6 separate regions of the Mus musculus genome follow, and all the other regions are linked to region 6. Evidence: chromatin contacts called from public Hi-C and promoter capture Hi-C data. All regions are on one chromosome and are shown on one strand. The core of a region is the stretch at or near the end of the contact, and the rest is flanking DNA. Distances in the headings are between cores, read along the strand shown.

Region 1 (3,431 bases), core at 830-3,329, 4.8 Mb after region 6:
TCTAGGCTTCATCCAACAGTTACCTGGCAATGGCCAGGTACAAGCCAGGAGTCAGGCATGTAAGGAATGTTCAAGCTTCTCTCTCTCTCTCTCTCTCTCTCTCTCTCTCTCTCTCTCTCTCTCTCTCTCTCTCTCCTCTCTTTATTTCCTCTTTCTCTCCATCTATGCTCTCTCTTCCTACATGTCCCCGGCCTGTCTCTTCCCTTCTTTCTCTCTTCCTCTCTTTCTTTTTCTGTCCTTCACTGTCTTCTTCTTTTCTCTGACTTTATTCTCTTCTCCAGACTCTGCTCCCTTCCAGGCCTCAAGTAAACTTCCTTTTATATACTAGGACTGTCCTATGGTTGACACCTCAGCGGGACCCCTCAACATGGGCTCACTAAGACACCCTCTCCTGCCACATCATACTGTGTTTATAAAGCACACAGCCTGGGAACACAGATTTAGGTTACCTCAAGCCCCATCACCCAACATGAAAAAGTTTTATAGAATAAAGAAAGTCATATAAATAAAGGTAAGCTTAACATATATCCTGATATATGAGAGATGTAGTAACAGTAAGGCGGAGAAGCTTTTTATAGTCCTATGACACTGCTGACATTTTGGGCTGTTTGCTGGTAGAAGCTGGTAGTCTGCTAAGTTAATAGATTCCAATGATTTTTAATCTATAGTTTACAGAATGTTAGTTCTGACACAGAGGTGAGCAAGATGCTGTTCTGGGACTAACCTAGTCCAAGGTAAGTGTATGCAAGGGCAAGGGGCACAGTAAAGAGACTGAAACGGCCACTCTTTGGGTAGACAAGGTAAAGTTTATTCCAAACAACAAAGGTTGTCTCTCTCAGGAAAAGCTGAGAGAAGGGAGATGGGGGAATATGTATCTGGGGAGGAGGGAAGCAAAGAGCCAGGATGCTGGCAAGGGGGCTTTGAATTGTATAACAAGTACTTGTAAGTATGGACTGGGGAGCCTGGGGGCTAGCGCAGAGCTGTAAATCCATTTCTGCCAGAGGTAAGGGAAATTACTCCTTTGGTAGATAGGAAACAGTTTCACAAGTTACTAAGGAATGCAGGCTTTTCCTAACCACTAGAAATCCTCCACAGTCCAGACTGAGTCTAAGTTAGATCCAATTTTGGAGTCAGTGGCATTTTTGGGGGATGGGTGGGGTACCCTTTGTATCTGACAATAAGGTATTTAACATCTGGAACTGCACCACTCTAACCTCTCCACTGCGGTTTTGATCAGTCTTTGCAGACAAAGGTTCTTTTCAGCAGTTGTCGTTTACGACAGTTTATTCACAATCTTGAGACTATTACTTAAAACTTTGTGTGTGTGTGTGTGTGTGTGTGTACATGAGGACGTGTGTGTGTGGGTTCTACGGGGGTCAGAACCCGGATTTAGATAGATGCCCTGGAACCGGCTGCTGAGAACTGAACTTCGGTCCTTCAGAGGACCAACAAGCACTCTTAACTGCGGAGCCATCTCTCTAGCACGAAGAGATTATTACTTTTAATATTCTAATATAATCTGTTCTGCTCATTGTTAAGTCACAAAACAGGCCCCTGAAGGCAATTGTTGCTGACAGCGTCCTAACGGCCGCCTCGATTCTTACCCAAACAGAAACCTAAAGTCATCATTTCTTAAAACCTCGTGAAGCCTGTTTCTGTTTGCCAGGAAAGCCACCACTTCCTCCTCTGCCCCTAACCGTCAACTACCCCGTGAGGTGCATCTCATCACGTAACGCTAATATTTCCACTCCGATTTATCTAAGCATAAAGACACTGTTCAACCAATATTAACCTTTATTCTGCTGAAACCGGAGGCAATGACGACGTTTGTCTCTTTAGAAGGAAATCAAGTGTTGACCAGATGCAGCACCCGAAAAGGTCGGATTTATTAGGGCACTGCCATTTTAGGTCCGCTTTGTGACGTAGCACCAGTGAAATCTATAAAGCCTTTCCCGGGGAAAGGGAGTTCGTCTCGATCGTTTGCGAAACGGTCACGTGGTCTGGAGCGCGGGCGTGGCGGGGTGACAGCGAGCAGGCGCTCCAGGCCGCAGCGCGGCGCACAGTGATGACGCGCGCCGCACGCCCTGTGCCCATCCGTTCGCGACGGAGCTGCGTCACCGGTGTTCGGCGCTCACCTCCTGGAGCCCGCAGTCGCTGTAGGCCCCAGGGCTGGTCTGCCGCTCCTGGGGAGCCTGGTCCGCGGCGCGATGAGGCGTAGCAAGGCCGACGTGGAGCGGTACATCGCCTCGGTGCAGGGCTCCGCCCCGTCGCCCCGAGAGGTAAGCGGGTCTGGTCCGGTGGCGGTGGCGCCGGTGTCATGGCTCCCGGCGGCCTCGGCTCCCCGCTGGAGTGGAGGCGGTCGCGGGCGGCGTGGCGCTGCTGAGCACCGGAGGCGTGGGGACTGCGGCCGCCAGCGTTTCCTCTTCATGGCTATCCGCGGGCCCACTCGGGCCTGGCTTCTTCGGCCTCCGCTCCGTAGGCCGTCGTGGGGCGCTCTGCGGGGTTCGCCCGCCCGCCCGCCCGGCGTCGTCGGTCTCCCGGATAGCTAGGCCCTGTCACGGCTGCCGTGTCTCGGGGGGAGGCTGACACCGCGCGGCGGTGGGCTTGCACGGTTGTGTGGGTGGCTCCACGGACGAAGCAGGGCGGGAAGGAAGGGCGCGTCAGCATAAACGACACGGAAGGCCCATAATTTAAGTCTTCTAGTGCTGTGCCCCGCTTCCCCAAACCCCTTTTGGAGGCTGCTAGTCGGAATTCCTTCTAGGCGGTAGTTGCAATACCTTAACATTTCTAACGTTATTTCGCAACGTGTTTTGTGTGTGTGTGTGTGTGTGTGTGTGTTTAAGATCATTAACGTTGTGTTTATTTTGGGTTCTTAAAGAGTGTTGGCCGGTGGAGAGAGATGTACAGAGGCTCTACAGTCAGTTATTTTTTGGGCGGGGGAGGGGTGTGTTGAACAATCAAGTTCTACCATTGGTAAACTAACTTGGTACAGTATAGACTCTTCATCAGTAAACGGCATTTTGACCTTGTTAGTGTTATTTAGTGTTACCGAGGATGATTCGTGTTAACATTTAGGGCAGACTTTGAGATACAAAGAGTCAGAGGGCTTCAATTTTTGTTTACAAACGCCCAATTCAGTTGTGTATATATATATATATATATATATATATATATATATATATTTTACATTCTGTCTCTGAGGGTTTTATGGTCATCTATATAAACCAAAGTTCATGAACATACAAGTCAAATGGCATAATTTTTGTTGTTGTTGTTGTTGTTACTTAAAGTCTCTTCTTTAGATGGCTTCTGCAGGTTAAATAATCCAGTCCAGCAAATCTACAACCCCTCCCCCAAAGCGATTTTAAAAGTCTCAAGTTCATTTAGTGCTGGTATGCCCAAAGTGGGAAATTTTACACCCAGTTTCCTCT
Region 2 (3,412 bases), core at 434-2,933, 3.0 Mb before region 6:
TAGTACATTTTCAATTTTCATCTTTTTGATCCTCTGGAACTCTGTTGGGTATAATCTAAACTATCTATGTAGACTCCTTTCATTTTTCTTTTTTACTTATTTATCTTGTCTCATTTACTGGTAGAGGAGAGAGTGAAAAATAAAACATAAATCTAACCCAACAGTGATGGCTTCATCTAGCTCGATTGAGTGCCAGGATGATATTACTTTCAGTTGTACTCTATACAAGTAATATCTGCATGCTGCAGAGACTCTGAGACCCAAAAGTTCAGCTGGAAATTAATTAGCATCTTATTTATAGTTGCGGTTTTTAACATACATGCTGTTCCAAAATTGCAATCTTGGTACTATAATTCTATGTTTGATCAAACCCCTCTTCCTTCCCTGCCTGCTTCATGGAAATGCTCTCTCTGTTTCTGAAAATTCCACAATTATGTATCTCAGATTAGCAAAATATTTCTATGCCACTCACATCACCTCTGCTTGGATTCTCAGGTGGCCTTCCCACTTGGGAATATCTGCCTCTGCTTTTTTACTATAATGAATTTGCTTTTGCTTAAGTCTCTTCTGTATCTCTCCTAGAATTCTTTCTCTAGTGAGACCAAGAGTCTTTGGGATCACCAGTTGTAGTTTGGTGATAAAATGAGTTAGACTGTAAACGCTTGAAAGGCTACATGCGACTGGACTAACTTTTAGCAAAACCAGCCAGTAATTCTCCTAAAATGCGTCTCCCTCCCCCCAAATCCCTATTATGTAAGCATTCAGCATCTACTTAGAAAATGTAGAGACTGGGAACTTAGAGAAATGTAGAGACTGTGATGGTCATATATTGCTTCTACAGTGCATTTAGTTCCTTGGATTGTATTAGAAGGGACTCTCAGAATGTGAAGGGTTTTTGTTTGTTTTCCTCATAAAGTTCAGGTCATACCAGACAAACCTTTATCACCAGATGGGTCTTTCATATTGCTGACAGTCCAGTAACTTTTCCTCTTAGTGAATCTTACCAAGTTTCATTAATACTTCATGATTCTTTTCATCTGCGTTATCTCATTTTAATTTCTGAAATGCTTCTATCGCTATTGAGGTCTTCTTACCTCAGTCTGGTATACAGAACTTCCAGTGGGTTTGGCAAGTTATGTTTATTATTCAACCAATGCTGCTTCTATAAAACAGGGTTCTGGTGAGTTTTAGGACAACTGTCTCGGGAAGAATGGGCTGAAAGGGTAGGATGACAATGCATACCACATCTGTATCCTCGCTCATCAGTTCAAACTTAACAACAATGCAGTTTTTTTAGGCTAGCTTTTCTAAATTTGCCAGTCGCACCAGGCTATCGTCAGATGTTTTGTTTCGAAGGTCAGAAACAACTTCAGAAGTACAAAGTGGAGAATAATGAAACTCAGGGAAATCGAAACTTGAGCCTAGAGCAGGTGGGCGGAACCATCTAGTAACCACGGGACTGTGACTCACTGGTTTCTGCCTTCAATAGGAATTAATTACTCGGTGCCATTATCAGAACCAAGCGGGGATTAGGGAGTCGGCCGGAGGGAACCAAGAGTCGGACCACTAAAACTGAGCTGAAACTTGCTAGCGTGTACGCCACCCGACGCCAACCCCCGCATGGGCGGGGCCGAGGGCGGCCGGGTGCTGACGTGGCGACGTTGGCGTCGCGGTCGGTGACGTATGGCCGGCGCCCGCCCCGCCCCTCCGTCGCTCGGCGCGGGTGTGTGGGTTTGTGGGTCAGTGCCAGCTGGGCAGCCCTCGCGCGCTAAGGCGTGACAGCGAGCGACCCCCGCCGGCCCGCGTGTGCTGCGGAGGAGGTCGGGGCGCAGCCCTCCGCTCCGCTCCGCCGGAGTGAGAAGAGGAAGCAAACCTCCAGGAGGCCGGAGGCGCGCGTGGCGGCGGGGCTGAGGTGAGCTAGGGAGAGGGAGGGCGCGGGTGGCGGAGCCCGAGTGTGCGGCGGGGCGGGGCTGGTCTCAGAGTCCGGAAGAGCGCGGGTGGACCGAGCTGTCATCCCTCGGCTGGGCGTCCCGGCTCACCTAAGTTTGTAGGTGGGGGTTGGGGTGAAAACTCCAGCGCGATTGCCCACGTGTAAGGACAGAATGGCCACAAGATGAAAAATTTTCTGTTCTAGGCTTAACCTGTTTTTCTCCTCCCTCTCCCCTTATTTATATTACACATTCCTAGCAACGTCGTTCTTCGCCTACATCTGTTGGGTTGGGTTTCCCCCACAACACAGAGGAGCGAGTGCTTTGGGTCCTGGAGTTCAGGGCAGTGGGTGAATTTAACAATCGGAGGACTCTAGAATGTATTTTTTTTTTTTTTTAAATAAAGAAGTGTCTATGCTAAGGGGGTAGATGAAGTGGTTCTTGGTAGGATGCTGTAATTTCCTTTACCTTTAAAAGAAAGAAGTTCAGTCTACTGAGTTTGATATGCATCACAAGTGCAGTCTAATTGCTACCTGTGGTGTGGTTTTTGTTGTTGTTGTTGTTGTTGTTGTTGTTGTTGTTCCTGGATAAAAATTAGAACAGTCAACTATATCTACCCCCTTTTCAGATTCATAAGCTGAAACGTTTGTTTTCTGAGTTTGATTGTTCTCAAATTCCGCTTCTGAGTCTAGGCTGGACGTGCTCTAGCTCATGTTTTGTATTTAGTTTTTCACGTCATGACGATTATAATACTGGTGTTGCGCCGGGCGTGATGGCGCACGCCTTTAATCCCAGCACTTGGGAGGCAGAGGCAGGCGGATTTCTGAGTTCGAGGCCAGCCTGGTCTAGGACAGCCAGGGCTACACTGCCTCAAAAAAAAAAAAAAAAAAAAACCTAAAAAAAAAAAAGGATTACTTTATTCTATGAAACCCACTGCATAAGTAAGCCATCCACAAAGATAATACTGTGTTGCATTAAAATATTCATAGAGATGTCAGTTAAGTGTAGCTTAGTGTTATTTACATGAGTGAATTAATTTTGCAAGACTTAGTTTTCTTGATCCTTGTTGAATAATTTTTTCTAAAAAACTTGGTTCATTCATTAATTCATTCATTTGTTCACTCTTCATTCATTCCCTAGCACTGTGGGAGGTGTAGGACATAGAAAGTCCCTGTTCTCACAGAACTTTGTATAGTTAACTAGCAAACACTCTTTTAGAAGGGATGTTTAAATTAATAATTGGAAACAAATTTCTGGCTGGAAGCGTTTTCATTTTTTTCTAGTATTTACATTGGTTGTATTGATACCTCATGTCTGGCATAGGATATAGAAAGTCTACATACAAAACATTTTTATAAAGAGCCTATATGGTAACAGAATAAACTTTTTACTCTAATACATCTTTCTTGAGGATAGTTTGTATAAGTACAGTTTTCAACTTTGAGAAAGTGAGTATGCGCAGTTAAAATTTTAGCTCATGAACA
Region 3 (3,476 bases), core at 690-3,189, 3.9 Mb after region 6:
AGCCACTTGGGTTTTTATTAAATTCCAGATGTAGTCAACCTGACAAACAAGAAGAGTCGTCATAAATTCTGTGTGGAATTCTGCTTGTCCCTGCAGGCTAAGCACATGACAGAGCTAACAGCATGCCAGAATTAATAGAGACGTGAAAGAATATGAATTCTTCTTACCTGCAGTACAGCTACCAAGTGTGACAAAGACATGAACAGAGATTGACAATGAGTGGACAGGACGATGGTCATGGGATCACAAAAGATCTGTGCCATTATAACAGGGCAGGACTTATTCTAGAAACATGGGACACCATTGGGTAGTTTCCAGTCTGGAAGTGGCTGTTTAGATTTGTAAGCATGCAGTGACGGACCAGAAGAGGAAACGCTTTCCTAGGGCTTTATCTGCTGTAACTACAGCAGGATTTTCACTGCCATTTTCTCTGTGAGGCTCTGGGACTGAAAATATTCCCAAACTGAGGTAAAGCAACCCATCATCGCATTGGAATGTGCTTGGAAACTTCTAGCTAACCCACTCTGGGAATCTGGCTACAGAGTTGGTTCTGATTAGCTTTGTGTAACTGGTTGAATAGAATTTGTACCAACCTGAATCAGACCCTTTGAAGCTTCCTCTTTGGGTTGCTGTGAGGATTAAATAGGATAAGACATGCAAAGCCCTTGTCACATAAGACCTCATCAAATATTAGTCTTTTTTTTTAAAATCACAGTTACCCCATCATATATCCCCATCATATATCCAAACAGTGCTGTATGACTGTGTTCAGTATATGCTTACTGAAAAAGTTGTCTGTCTGTCTATCTATCTATCTATCTATCTATCTATCTATCTATCTATCTATATTTCTTGCCATTAGCCCAGGATACCTGGAGCTCACTATTTAACCCAGGTTGACCTCCACTGCTCCACAGTTCTACCTCAGCCTCCAGAGTGCTTGACTTACAGATTCCAGACACTATGATCAGCTATTAAGTAACAAACAAAACAAAACAACAACAAAAAAAGTTTTTTAAAAAATCTTTTTTTCAGAGATCCACGTTATTATAGCTACTCTTCACGGGTAGAAAGTCTTATTGTCAATGAAGAAATGGGAAATTTCGCTCAAGAAGCTGTTCCGAATCACATTTTGCCTGAGGAAACCCCTGTGAGGTACATGCAGAACAATCATTTTGACTCAGATACTCTAAAACTAGACTCGTTGCTTTTGAACTGGGCTTATGACAGGCACCTGATGCTTGCTGAGTTGAGAAAAGCATATAAGATGCTCTTAACAGATGCTGGCTCCTAATAGTACACACACACACACACACACACACACACACACACACACACAATAGCAAGTACTTCACAAATAGGGAACTATTATTCATGCTTCAGGTTTTGATAAAACTGTCCTTAAATGAGCTATTTTTCTCCCCATGAAAAATGTATAGAAAAGCTCATTGTCTTTAAGATAGTTTCAACCAGGGGCCTAGCACATCTGCTCACAAGCAGCTCACTGCCCCATGTGATGTATTCCTTCCTTTAGATTGGAGCAAATTACTCTTCGCCGGTCAAACTTATGAGTCAACTGCCCTTGGGCTTCTCTGCACTCTGCCAGCCACAGCCGGTGCACCCAAACCCTTTCCATGCGAATCCACTAAACAAGGTTTCCCTGGACCCAATATCATTCCCTAAGAGAGTACCCTGCCTAAAAGGTAACAGAGAAGGCTGAACCACTCTTGGGCCCACCCCTCCTCGCGGCAGCAGCCAATCGCTTTGCTCTGTAGTGCATCCGAAGCCTTGGATTGGACTCGCTGAGACCGGGCGCGGGAGTAGAGCGCAGGGGTGGAGCGCGAAGCCTTGTCCATCACGTGCGGCCGCGGGGTCTCTCCGCCTTCACCGCGCGCCCCGCGGCGCCGAGGGGGCGGAGCCCGAGATCCGCCGCGCCTGCGTGGTGTGCGTTCCCCGGAGCAGCAGCTGCTGCCACCGCCGCTGCTGCCGCCGCCGCCGCCGCCGCCGCCGCTGCGACCTCCGCGTTCGGTAGTAGAATTTGGAATCCCTGCACCGGGCTAACAATGAAGCAGAGTTCCAACGTGCCGGCTTTCCTCAGCAAGCTGTGGACGCTTGTGGAGGAAACCCACACCAACGAGTTCATCACCTGGAGTCAGGTAGGGTCGGGGACGCGGTGGCCTCGGGTCCCCCTTGTCGAACCGGCTCGGCTCGGCTCGGCTCGTTTCGGCTCGGCTCGGCTGGGCTGGGTTGGGCTGGGCTGGGCTGGGCTCGGCTTCTCCCGCGGCCTGCGGCGGCGCGCGGCCTCCCCACCTCGCGCGGACCCCCGGCTTTGTGTGCGCGGCGAGCCGGGCCCCGCAGGCTCCGTTCTCCTCCGGCCGCGCGCCGTGGGGGAGGGGCGCCCTGGTAACGGTCCCGCCGGCCCGGGGAGCTCGGAACCGGCCCCGGCGGCGCGTTCTGCACACTCATCCTCAGTCGTCTGCTCGCCGCGGGGCGCGGAGGTCGCGGAGCCCCGGGAGAGCGGGCGAGCGGGCTAGTGAGCGAGCACAGGTCTTATCTAAAGAAATCACCTCCGCGGGGATTGCTTGCCCTGGCGTCTGGGATCTTTTATGATGATAATGGGAAAATGTGCAGACTCCGACTGCTCTTGCCTTGAGCTTTTAAATTTTATTTATGTATTTTATTTATGTAGTTTTAACATAGAAATTTCCCAGTTATTGTTTTGAGACTGGGTCGTTTCTTTAAAATAATTCAAGTAAAAGTGCCTGTAGACTATGCTTAGTAACTTAGCGGCTTGGAGTTAAAAACCGAGTCGTTAAATTTCACAGAATAGTTGCCGGCATAGTGGTTTGTGGTTGCCTTGATCAGTTTGATCCAGATCCTCCTTATAAATAAAGATGACCTTAATCAAGCCCGGTATCTTGCCTGGTCTAAGTTATGTGTTAGATTGATGCGTTGCCTAGGTGACCCAAGACCCCCTCCCCCCAGTTCCACACAAAGATTCTTTGCAGAGTGATTCTTTACATCACTTGTGCCTTTCCTTTGCTAGACTCGCAATGCTTGGATTGTTCAAATCTCTTCATGAAGGGGATCGGCTCCTCTTACTGGAGTTGATGACTTATTCAGGGTATTTTCATGTTCACAGTTTTTGAGATGAGTAAGTGGGAAATACCTAGCTATATGTCAAATAAATGTTATCTCCTCCGTTTCATTTGTGCCCTTTTCTGTTGTTAAAACTAGTTTTCACCCTTGCCTGCTTTTAGGAGGTAACAGCAATAGAATATACCTGATATTTGGACAACTATGTCACTGAATTTTTGCTGAGTATTAGTGCCAAGTTTTAAAAATTTCTTTCTAGGATTTAATTTTCGTGTGTATTGTCACATAGGTGCCCCACCCCCAACCCCTGCTGGTTGTGTAGACTAAGCAATTGATTAATTTGATACATTGGTACAAAGAAGTGAAAATAAAGAAAGGCA
Region 4 (3,201 bases), core at 175-2,674, 3.9 Mb after region 6:
CTCAACATCCTAACAAACAAACCAAGGAAACATTTTATAATAACTACTTACAATTGTTATGTGTATGCATATGTGTCTTATGTGTGGGAGTATGTGCCCATGGGAGCCAACTGTCAGTGGAGAGTAGACAGGGGGTGTGAGATTCCCTGGAACTGGAGTTACAAGCAGTGAACTGCCGAATGTGTGGGTGCTGGTAACTAAACTCCATAATCTAGCAAAAGCAGCAAGCTGAGTCATCTCCCCAGCTCCTATTTATTAAGTTTTACTACACTTAATTTTGCCTTCTGTATAAAGGGGTCAACAGACTCAATTAGGCTCTCCGAGGTCAAATTTCCTTATCCAACTGCAAATAGCAAAATATAAGGGAATAGCTCATTGGACTTACAAACAGTATTGAGTAAAAACTAAGCATAATTCTCGTCATATCATACCAAAGCAGTTTTCAAATGATGAGGCATGTAAACTAGCCAGTACATTGGTTACATATACACAAAGGGATGATTTAGTTAAAAAAGATTGTTCCGAGTTAAACTTAGAAATCATTGGCCAAAGAATAAGATTTGAATCCAAATACCTCACCCAAAGCAATGAAGCTTTTTATTATAAACTGCTCTGCCAATGTTTTGTCTATTAGAGAACGGGGTCATCTGTGCCATCTGGTTTACGAAATCTTGCCACTGTTCTAGAGGATTGTACTGCCTCACGAAAATGCAACATACCCTTCCTATAGCATCAACTTTCAGATTGCACGTTCATGTTTTACGTCAAAAAAAAAAAAAATCAGTACCCACAGACCTGAACACCTTTTCTAGAAACATAAATTTGGAAATATAAGAATCAAAGCAAACAAAACCGAAAAAGGTACGTAGTAAGGGAATTTGACTTCTGTATTAAAAACAAGAACAAAAAAAACCCGGTAAGACTACGTCGACACTTGTCGAGATGTCCCAAATAACGGGCCCGACTCCCTGGCGGCTGCGTGTCAGAACAAAAGAGGCCTCCGGGAATGACAGTGCCGCAGTGCGAGGTCGCCGGAATCGGGGTGACAAGGAGAAACTCAGTGCCCGTGGGAGGAAGGAGCTGGAACGGCGACGGCCGAGGCTCCCACGAGAGAGAAAGCCATTGCTCGGGAGACGCCCCGCTCCGCCCGGCCTCACCCTCACTAGGCTCCAGCCCCGAAGCGGAGCCGCAAAGACCGGAGGAGGGCGGATAAACCCAGCTCGCACGGGCCGCGAGCCCCAGGTCGCCTTACCCAGCTCGCCACGGAGCACAGCCCCAGAACGCTCCCCATCGCCGCCGCGTCACCAGCTCGGCGCGTGCCGACAAGATGGAGACAGCTTCTTTCGTCCTTTTTCTGGGCTTATTTACTGTCTGGCAGGCACTTCCGGCGCAGACGCACAAGCCCCTCAGCTTCGCGTGCGTCACTTCCGCTCAGACCTGGACCCGGTGACTGCTGCCGGGCGTGCGCAATGCGCCGAGAGGAAGGGCGTGGTCTTCAGCGATGCTAGATTTGTGGCTTCATGGAGTGGGCCTACTTTGCCAAGTAAAGAAGACTGTGTTAGGGAAGGCCTCTGTCATTGTCTTGAATTTGGACGTTAGAAGAGCTACTGTTACTGTTTTTTGGTTCCTCTTGGGATTTAGCCATCTCATTTCCACTAAAGTCCCCTTTTTAGTTTTGTTTTCTTTGTTGTTGTTCTACTAACATACATATTTTACTCCTGCAGCCACTATGTGGAACAAGTTTCACTGGTGTGTGTATATATGTGTGTGTGTGTGTGTGTGTGTGTGTGTGTGTGTATGTATGTTATATATCATATATATACATATATGTATGTATATATGTATATAATATATATCTGTGTGTACATATATATGTGTCCGTATATATATATGCGCGCGTGTGTGTGTGTGTGTGTGTATGTGTGTGTGTGTGTGTGTGTGTGTGTGTGTGTGTGTATTTCCCCCGCAAGTTTGGGCCTTTCCGTTCTTTTGTTTACTATTGAGACACATTTTAACATGTACTTGAAAAAGGGTTCACTTAGTTAAGACATTTATTATAGTATAGGGGTTTATTAACAGCTATCCGGACATACAATTGACATCCTTGTTTTGATGTGTATGTTTGGGCTGTGTTCATAGAAAAGTGTCGATTCTTATTTTTCTGTAATTTGCCCTTGAAAACATTCCATGAGAAGAGTTTGGTACACAGACATCACTTTGAAATACCCATTACTATAAATATTTTAAAATAAAGATGTCTCATAAAATTGACAAAAAACGCATATAGAGGGGTGGAGTAACCCTTATCAATCTGGCAGAACTACAACTGTTAACTAACACAGACCAAAGAGTGGGGATAAAATTGAAAACAGAAGATAATCAGCCTGTGTGTTTTGAGCATGCAAATCTGTAAAGTCTCTGGTATCCGTTCCCTAGTATTTGGAAGTTCAAGATTCAAAAAACAAAAAACAAAAAACAAAAAGAAAAAAACAGAACACACAGAGCTACAAAATGTTCAGTGAGTCCATTTGTAGTTGGAGATAGATATGGAAGACTGGGAACCATTGTAGTTACAAGAGTCCTGAAAGTAGAGCCCAACATTTCAAGACATAAACTATCACGTAGAGGCTATTTGTACCTCCTCTGATTGATAATGTGACCTCTATACTCTTTCGCCCAAGTGTAAAACTCTGTTTTCAGTATAAGTTGTGAAGACACTAGCTGTTACAGTTAGTATTGTCAACTTGACAGAATCTAGGTTCATCTCTGGCCATGCCTATGCAGGATCATCCTGGTTACTCTAATTGATATGGGCCTTAATTGTGAACAGAGCTGTGATGGGCTATAACCTTGACTTACGAGCTAAAATAAGCCCTCACTCTCTAAGCTTCTTTGATGAGAGTATTTTATCACTGCAAAAACAGAAGGGAGGGAGGGAGAGAGGGAGGGAGGGAGGGAGGGAGGGAGGGAGGGAGGGAGGGAGGGAGGGAGGGAGGGAAAACAAGACACCATTAGTAAGATGCTTGATTTCTCAAAAGCTTAGTGTCTTTATTAATATATATGGGTATAAGATTCAACTATAGAACTGTAAGGGTTAAATTATATGACACATGTTTTTACAAGTGCAAATGCTAGCACCATATACAGGAGTCCATAGAAAATCAACACAGGTTATTTTCTCTACTTTCTTCCCTACCAAAA
Region 5 (3,532 bases), core at 973-3,472, 4.7 Mb after region 6:
GAGCCTGAGGTGTGGGAGTATTTTGTAGCCAGATCCCTTGGGACTGAGCTCCATACTCTGAATACTGATAGACTGTGGGTTTCTTAGTGGCTCCACCTGTTGCAAAGAAAAGTTTCCTTGATGAGGGGTAAAGACTATACTCATCTGAGGGTACAAGTATTTATATTGCTGGGGGTTATGCTGGCTTAGTAAATTAATGGTTGTAGACTCTCCTCCAACAACCACAACTTAAGTAGCACTGAGTAGTTAGGTTGGTTTCCATGAGGCATGGCTTCCCTCTTGTTGAGCAGGTCTTAAGTCAAATTAGTCCAATGAAGTCCAAGGCATACTTGTCATACTGAACTCTGATTACCAGGCTGTGCTGGTGGATGTGGTTCAAAGGTGGCATAGCCGGAAAGGACTGTTGTTCCCTTCTCTGGAAGCTTACATGGTGCCTTCAGGTACCAAGAAACCTAGTCCTCAGGGAGCTTATATTCAAATCGGTGCTAGCTCAGGGTACTGAAGCTGTTCTTATTTCAAGGGGTAAACAATTGTACTCTCTTTTGGGAATAGTTTACTCTTCAGCTCTTTTCAAGAACCTAATGCTTTTTACCTTGGGCTATTTTGCTGTTCTCCTTTCTCTGAATACAAAGTTAGGAGACCAGCATGATACAAATCATGATGTTTCAGTCAGAGGGCAATTTAAGATTTAAAAAAAAAATGTATCTACAGGAAAATCCCACCTCTAGACCCAGCTTCTCACTGAATTTAAATAGTGCAAGAAACCTGACGAACAGAAGGAATTTGGTCCACCACTGTAAAACTGAAAAAAATAACTGTTCCTGAAGGATCAGAGAAATAAGAGAGAAGGCACACAGCCGCTTGCTGGGCTGTGTATTGGGACTGAGGACTGACAGGGGGTAATGATTTTCTCCCCTCACGGTATTACCAGGGAATTTGATGTCTTTATATTTTGTAAAGGTCATGCCATATGACTTCCAGAAGCCATGATCAAAACCAACAAAAACACCTGGCTTTTCCCATACGGAACTTGGAAAACGCTCTGGCTCTACTTGGGGGTGAGGGCCCAACTGCTTGAAGGCCTATACCTGCAATTAGTGTATGTCTACACCTGGAAGTAGACAACCTGAAAAACCTGCTGAAAAACACCCTCTCACCTATGAAAATACAACATGTTAATTAATATTCGCCACCAGCGGCCACTTGCTCTGTCCTCTAGTTTATGTTTAGGCCAGGCTTAACTATAGAAAAATATCAGGCATTATTTTAGGGTCTAGGTCAGTCTAAACGTGTTCTATTAGACAATAACAACGAAAATCTATATTGTAGTATCTTCCTTCTCTAGAGTCCTCTGGGGTTTGGATTGGTTTTATCTTCCTTATCTTGCCTTCATCCCCTTGTGAGCAACTACAAGGAAAAAGAAGGCCTGCAGGACTCTTGACAGAACCTGGAATCTCTTTACCCTGTCTTCTCTCATTCGTAACCACAAGGGAGGGCCCTCATCAGACTAGTCACGTGTACCTTCCCACACTGTGACCTCGATGGGTTCTTTGAAGTGAATGCTGGAATTCAGTCTGAGTTATCCTTTTTTATGCAACCAGGGTTACCAGTCTGTGGAATGCTGCCACCCACAGTTACTGGGGGTCTCCATAGCTCAAGTAATCTAATCTAGATAAATTTCACATACATGTCTAGAGGCTCTCTCCTAGATGATTCTAGATCCTTTCAAGTTGACAATATAAACAACACGAGAAGCACCTCAGCCGGCAAATTAATATTTAGCAATACAGAGACAGCATGCCAGCATTTTGAAACTCCTGAGAAAGTAACGGATTCAGTAATTTATTCCTTATTACTACTCACAGAGGAACCTATTTTGAACATGACAGAATTAAAGTCACCTATAAAACTATTTGTTTCACATATGCCTGCTAGTCGGGATAGTTATATTTGTAAAGCACATCTTTAAAAATTAGAAAACGAAGTGATCAAAGGAACGTGTGCTCAAACCTGTCACCTGGCACAGGGTAGTAGTGCAGGGCGACTCAGCGCGTTCCGGCACCGGCCAGGGGACCTGCGCAAAGACGACTTCCTCCCGGACACCAAGGAGGAAGCGGAAGTGCCAGCTCTGCGTAGCCTTGGAGACGCGGGGAGGCGTAGTCGCCTCGTAACGAGACCTTTGACCCGCGCTCGGCAGCCTCGGAGGCGGAGCAGCCGAGACTCCTGAAGAGGCGGTGGAGGCAGCCGCGGGTCGCAGCCGCGATGGAGGTAACGGTGGGCGTCGCGCCGCCCCGCTGGCCCGCTGTGCCGCTCGAGGGGTGGGAGGGCATGGGAGCACCCTGTCCCCGCCCTCGCGCCCAGACCCCCGCCGCGGCGCTTGGCATTGAACCTGGTGCTGGCTCCGGCCGTGGCGACGGCCCAGCTCCGGTCCCTACCGCCTAAAGGGGTCCTCCTCTGCACAGATTTGTTTGGCCGCGCCTTGTACCTGGAATTGGGATGAGCTCTTTTTATGGTTTGTTTTACAGGATTCTGCTCCAGATGCCGTAGCTGCAGCACCCTCCGGGACCCCGAAATCCAAGGTGAGGAGAGCACTCAGCCGCCTGGTTCCCTGTAGCGCATAAGGTTAATGAATCGGAAAACTTTGGCATGGGGAGAATTATTTAAAAAAAAAAAAAAAAAAAAAAAAGAACTAACCTTTCCTCAGGGAGTTTCATTTTAATTTACTTACAGATTTCCTGTTCTTTTTTAAATTTCCTGATGTGCGAGCAGTTTGTTTACTTCCTGCTCCTTGTTAGCACGATGCTGTATTTCAAACATTTAGCTAGTCTGTTTAATGAAAGTTTACACAGTGACACGAAGCCGAGGGGATTAGATAAGAGGCAGGAAGAAGCAAGGAACTATATCCTGTTGGCTCCAGCTCCAGAGTTGAGGGTGGAATAAGGTTGTTCTTACAGCACTGTGCAATGTTTTATGCTAAGTGATTCAGAAAGGTAGGGGCACAATTTATTACCAAAATGTAGTGTTTGAAGACTGATTTCTAGGCATTTGCTGAAGTAACAGATTCTTTCAGGTAAGCTTCCTGAAATACGTATCTTCCCTATTCTCATTCTGCAGATGAGGAAACGTTGTGCACAAAGATTAAGTAATTTTCAGTTAGTAAACCCTAATATTTTAGTTGAAGTCTAAATGTGACCCGATTCACCTGTGAATGTAGTTATGTTGTTAGCTTCCAACAGAATGAGTTCTACAGCTCGAGAAATCTTGAGTTCCAAGCCCTTCTTGTACAGCTAGAGAACTCAGTGTTCTCTGTAAGAGTTTTGTGCTGGGGTTTTGGTTTGATTTTCCATTCACCTAATTACTTTTAGTTATTGAAGTTACGTTTCTCAATTTAAAAAATGTGACTGGCTCAACTGTTTAGAGTGTCTCTCTTTGGTTTTCGGCAGACACTGTGTTTCTTTTGGTGGCCGTACTAAAAGCATGGGTTTTAAAACTCAATAATACGACTCCATCTTTCAGCTAGAAACGTTGCCCA
Region 6 (3,375 bases), core at 75-2,574:
TGAGTCTCAACCTGTCCAAGGAAGATTAATTAAATTCTGCACACTAGCAGAAACTTCACTTGCAGATTAATACTAAGACATAATTTTCACTCCGGATTTTATTGAATAGTTTAGTAGTTTCATTTATAAGGAAAAAGAAAAGAACCCAATGGTTTATGAGTAACACCTCCACAGTAAAAAGAATCAGTTCACATTCACAAAGGTGTTAGGTTTCCGTTTCCTGTTTCCTAGTCTACCCACAGTGGCTAAGTACCATAAACAAGCAACTTTTCCTCCAGTCAGCCTTGAAATGGTCTCACAGGCGTCACAGGCATGGAAGGTCTCCTCAGAATTGGTGTGCTGCACTTTTTCACTTATGAATGTTTGTTATAAATGCCTTGAAGAGCAAATGGCATGTTATCTGTGCTTTCTCCTTTCTCATATTCCACCAAAAATACATTTGTTGTCCTTTGGCCTTCAGACACTTCCATTTTCTCGACTTTTGACTTCTTTCTCTGTGCCCCCCCAACAACAGAAGCCTCGCTGTAACTGATCACGTTTTCCCCCTTTTATTTCTTTTTTTTTGTTTTGTTTTACATCTTTTCAGTTATTAAATGGGAAGAAATCCAACATGCAGCTGAAGATCGCATATTTTTTTTCTAGCCTGCGTGTGTGTGTGTAAAATCACCCCGCCCTCATTTTGTATCTATTTCACCGCACTGTCGTGGCCAAGAACTTGAATTCCAAAATGGCTTGCTCCTTTCGAGCTGACATGGGCTATAAAAATGCAATTTATTCCCACTGCAACCAGCCCTTCTCCCTATTCTCTACCATTACGATTGCGAGAAGCACAGACAGCTAGTTGGGCCTGACAAGGGCTGCAAAGCACACCTTATCTGCTAAATCCAGCAGAGCCAGCAAAGCCGCCGGCACTGGTGGGGGAAGCGTTAAAGGCTGGAAGAAAACCCGAAAAACCCCAAGGCCCATGCTGCGCACACACACGGGGCCGCCTCGCGCCCTCCTGCTTCCACCGCCGGCCCCGCCCACCCCACGGGTCCCGCCCCCTCCGTCCCGCCGCGGCCACGCCCGACGTGTGGCGCGGCCCCGCCGGGCGGGGGCGGGGCCTGCGTCGCCCCTCCCCCGCCGCCGGCGGCCTCCGCGCGGGCCTCCCAGCCCCTATTCCACTCACTTTGTTCTGCGCCTTTGTCCTGGTCCGCACCAGCAGGTGGAGCCGCAGTGAAAGTTTCCCGTCCGTTCTGCGAGCGGGAGCCCATCTTGCTCGCCGCCGCGGCCCTCGCTGGAGGAGGAGGGTCAGAGCTCGGGGGCAGCCAATCGCGGGCAACGCTGCTAGTTATCAGGGCAGAATGGGCTGTAGTTTAGTGAAATAGGAAAGCTGCAAAACACCGTGGAGTGCCGCCGTGTAAATAAAAAGGAAAAAAAAGTTTCTCAAGTCGCAGCTGCACGACGTCGGGCCGCGCCGCGCCGGGGCGGGGGTCTGCGCTCTCGGAGCGGCCGCGCGCGGGACTCGGTGGTGCCGCCAGCCCCGGCCCCATTGTTTGTGTTTTCTTCAAAATATGGCAAAGGTTCAGGTGAACAATGTAGTGGTGCTGGATAACCCGTCGCCTTTCTACAACCCGTTCCAGTTCGAGATCACCTTCGAGTGCATCGAGGACCTGTCTGAAGGTGAGCGAGTGGCGCCGGGCTGTCAGTTGCGGCGGCGGACGTTAAAGTTTCCCGGCCCGGCCTCGCGCGGGGTGGGCCGCGGCCGGCGGCCGGCGGGAGGGCGGCCATGCGAGGGAAACTTGAAGTTGAGGGACGCCGGCCGCGCCGCAACTTGCGAGCAACTTGCCGGGCGGAGGGAGCCATGTTGTCAGCTTTGTCTGCGGCGGGCGGCGCTCGGCGGCCCCCGGCTCGCGCGGCGCTGGCGGGGGGTCGTGCGGCCTCGGCGGCCCCAGGGCCCCACGGCCCGGTGGGGAGCAAGCTGGGCCGGTGGGAAGCGGAGCCATCTTACCCGGCGGCACGACGCCTGCTCCGGACCGCCGGGGGCGAGCGGGCCCGCGCCTTCCCGCCCGAGCCCCGCCGAGGCTGTCCTCGCGCCGCTCTCCGGCTCCCTCCACCAACCAGCGCGGAAGGCGGGCGCTGGGCTCGGCCCCTCGGCGCCTGGCTCCCGGGGGGCGGCCGTGCTCTCCGCGGGCGCCCGGGATGCTGTGCGCCGCCTCTCCCCGGGGACAGAGACCTCTCGGAGAGAAATGGTGAGGGGCTGGGAAGTTCCATGGCACCCTAGAGCAGAAGCAGGGTGCTTAACCAATTCCAGGCACTTCTCTGGCGTTTAGAAAGTCTGAAAGACTTTCTCCAGAACGTGTGAAGAAGAAGCAATTAAAATAACTCCACGTCCAAGCAGATGGAGAAAATGCAAACGTTAGCTGGGAGATAGAAGGCAAAATCCTTTCTGAAGTACATTTTACGGTTTAAAAAATGCGAAATAGTGAGGTAATACAGAACTTAGAAAGCTAAAATATGGCTTCTTAACGCTTTTCTTAGATTTTATTAAAATCAATGCTTCATTTTCAACATTTGAAACAAAAAGTTTAACTTCATTGGTGTTAAATTTTAGTTAACTAGGAGGACATCTTGGGACTTGAAAGTATTTCGACAAAATGCCTTGTATTATCCTAATCATGACGAAAAGAATTTCTCTTTTAATTTAAAAGTTTATAATCTCTTCAATGTACTTCATGTAGAATGTTAACTTTAATTATAAAAACCATTGCAATAAACCTTTAAAAATTGTAAAAAGGAAGTCACAGCCCCTTCTCTTCACTCCTTTGGCTAACCATCACTTAAAACGTACCCTGCTGTTTTTAATACGTATGTAAATTATAACGTGCATACATTTAGTGAGTGGGACATATTTTGAAGATTGACTAAACATTAAAATATAGTAGTCTCTGAATAGACTGTGATGATTAATGTAAGTGTAAGGGTGTTTTCCATTTGAAATGTAACAGCATTTCCACATCAGACCTATTTCCAACCCCAACACTGATTTTAATTTTCTTTTTCAAACTGCCAATTTATATACAAATGATCAAATATAAAGTAAGATCATGGCTGAGTCCATCCTAACTCAGTGCAGTGTTCGAGGCATTAGAAGTTCTTTACACTACAGGTGTTTCTCATATGATGGCTTCCATTTTAGGTCCACATTGTATGAGGAAGATAGGCTCTAGGATATTGTTACAGAGTCATTACACTGGATAGTTCGAAACCAGCCACCCACAGAAACCAAACAGGGTTCCATGTTAAACAGGGATCCTTTCACAACAGTGTTATTACTCAAGTCAAGAATATGCCTTCCTCTAGTACAATTCAAAACCAGCGCACCATTATTTTAAG

What was found. Promoter capture Hi-C pulls out the DNA fragments that hold promoters and counts their contacts. Hi-C and Micro-C count contacts between places; a contact is called where the count stands out from the background.
Region 1: a promoter capture Hi-C map of pre-B cells shows a contact between it and region 6. The contact joins the promoter of Ranbp2 here to the promoter of Asf1a in region 6. A contact is called at or near these places in 2 of 39 promoter capture datasets (cranial neural crest and pre-B cells).
Region 2: a Hi-C map of rod photoreceptor shows a contact between it and region 6, with 5 times the contacts expected there. The contact joins the promoter of Ascc3 here to the promoter of Asf1a in region 6. A contact is called at or near these places in 1 of 39 promoter capture datasets (pre-B cells) and 1 of 484 Hi-C or Micro-C datasets (rod photoreceptor).
Region 3: a contact with region 6 is called in a promoter capture Hi-C map of pre-B cells. The contact joins the promoter of Hsf2 here to the promoter of Asf1a in region 6. A contact is called at or near these places in 6 of 39 promoter capture datasets (the HPC-7 cell line, cranial neural crest, frontonasal cranial neural crest and 3 more) and 1 of 484 Hi-C or Micro-C datasets (cortical neurons).
Region 4: a promoter capture Hi-C map of pre-B cells shows a contact between it and region 6. The contact joins the promoter of Serinc1 here to the promoter of Asf1a in region 6. A contact is called at or near these places in 5 of 39 promoter capture datasets (the 3T3-L1 cell line, cranial neural crest, maxillary cranial neural crest and 2 more) and 2 of 484 Hi-C or Micro-C datasets (CD4 T cells and embryonic stem cells).
Region 5: a promoter capture Hi-C map of pre-B cells shows a contact between it and region 6. The contact joins the promoter of Gcc2 here to the promoter of Asf1a in region 6. A contact is called at or near these places in 2 of 39 promoter capture datasets (cranial neural crest and pre-B cells).

The regions. Positions count from the first base shown.
Region 1 is chr10:58,444,773-58,448,203 of GRCm38.p6, forward strand. Ranbp2 (RAN binding protein 2) reads left to right here and starts at 2,080. Exons shown (of 29, transcript NM_011240.3): 1 at 2,080-2,279. The coding sequence starts at 2,208.
Region 2 is chr10:50,590,986-50,594,397 of GRCm38.p6, forward strand. Ascc3 (activating signal cointegrator 1 complex subunit 3) reads left to right here and starts at 1,684. Exons shown (of 42, transcript NM_198007.2): 1 at 1,684-1,912.
Region 3 is chr10:57,484,446-57,487,921 of GRCm38.p6, forward strand. Hsf2 (heat shock factor 2) reads left to right here and starts at 1,940. Exons shown (of 12, transcript NM_008297.3): 1 at 1,940-2,156. The coding sequence starts at 2,064. It overlaps 4930467K11Rik (RIKEN cDNA 4930467K11 gene), which reads right to left and starts at 1,908. Exons shown (of 4, transcript NR_045353.1): 1 at 1,738-1,908; 2 at 594-629.
Region 4 is chr10:57,531,105-57,534,305 of GRCm38.p6, forward strand. It overlaps Serinc1 (serine incorporator 1), which reads right to left and starts at 1,425. Exons shown (of 9, transcript NM_019760.3): 1 at 1,253-1,425. The coding sequence starts at 1,291.
Region 5 is chr10:58,253,304-58,256,835 of GRCm38.p6, forward strand. It overlaps Gcc2 (GRIP and coiled-coil domain containing 2), which reads left to right and starts at 2,223. Exons shown (of 23, transcript NM_027375.2): 1 at 2,223-2,268; 2 at 2,526-2,579; 3 at 3,517-3,532. The coding sequence starts at 2,263.
Region 6 is chr10:53,595,637-53,599,011 of GRCm38.p6, forward strand. It overlaps Asf1a (anti-silencing function 1A histone chaperone), which reads left to right and starts at 1,325. Exons shown (of 4, transcript NM_025541.3): 1 at 1,325-1,662. The coding sequence starts at 1,554. The region is part of intron 7 of Mcm9 (minichromosome maintenance 9 homologous recombination repair factor); the gene reads right to left.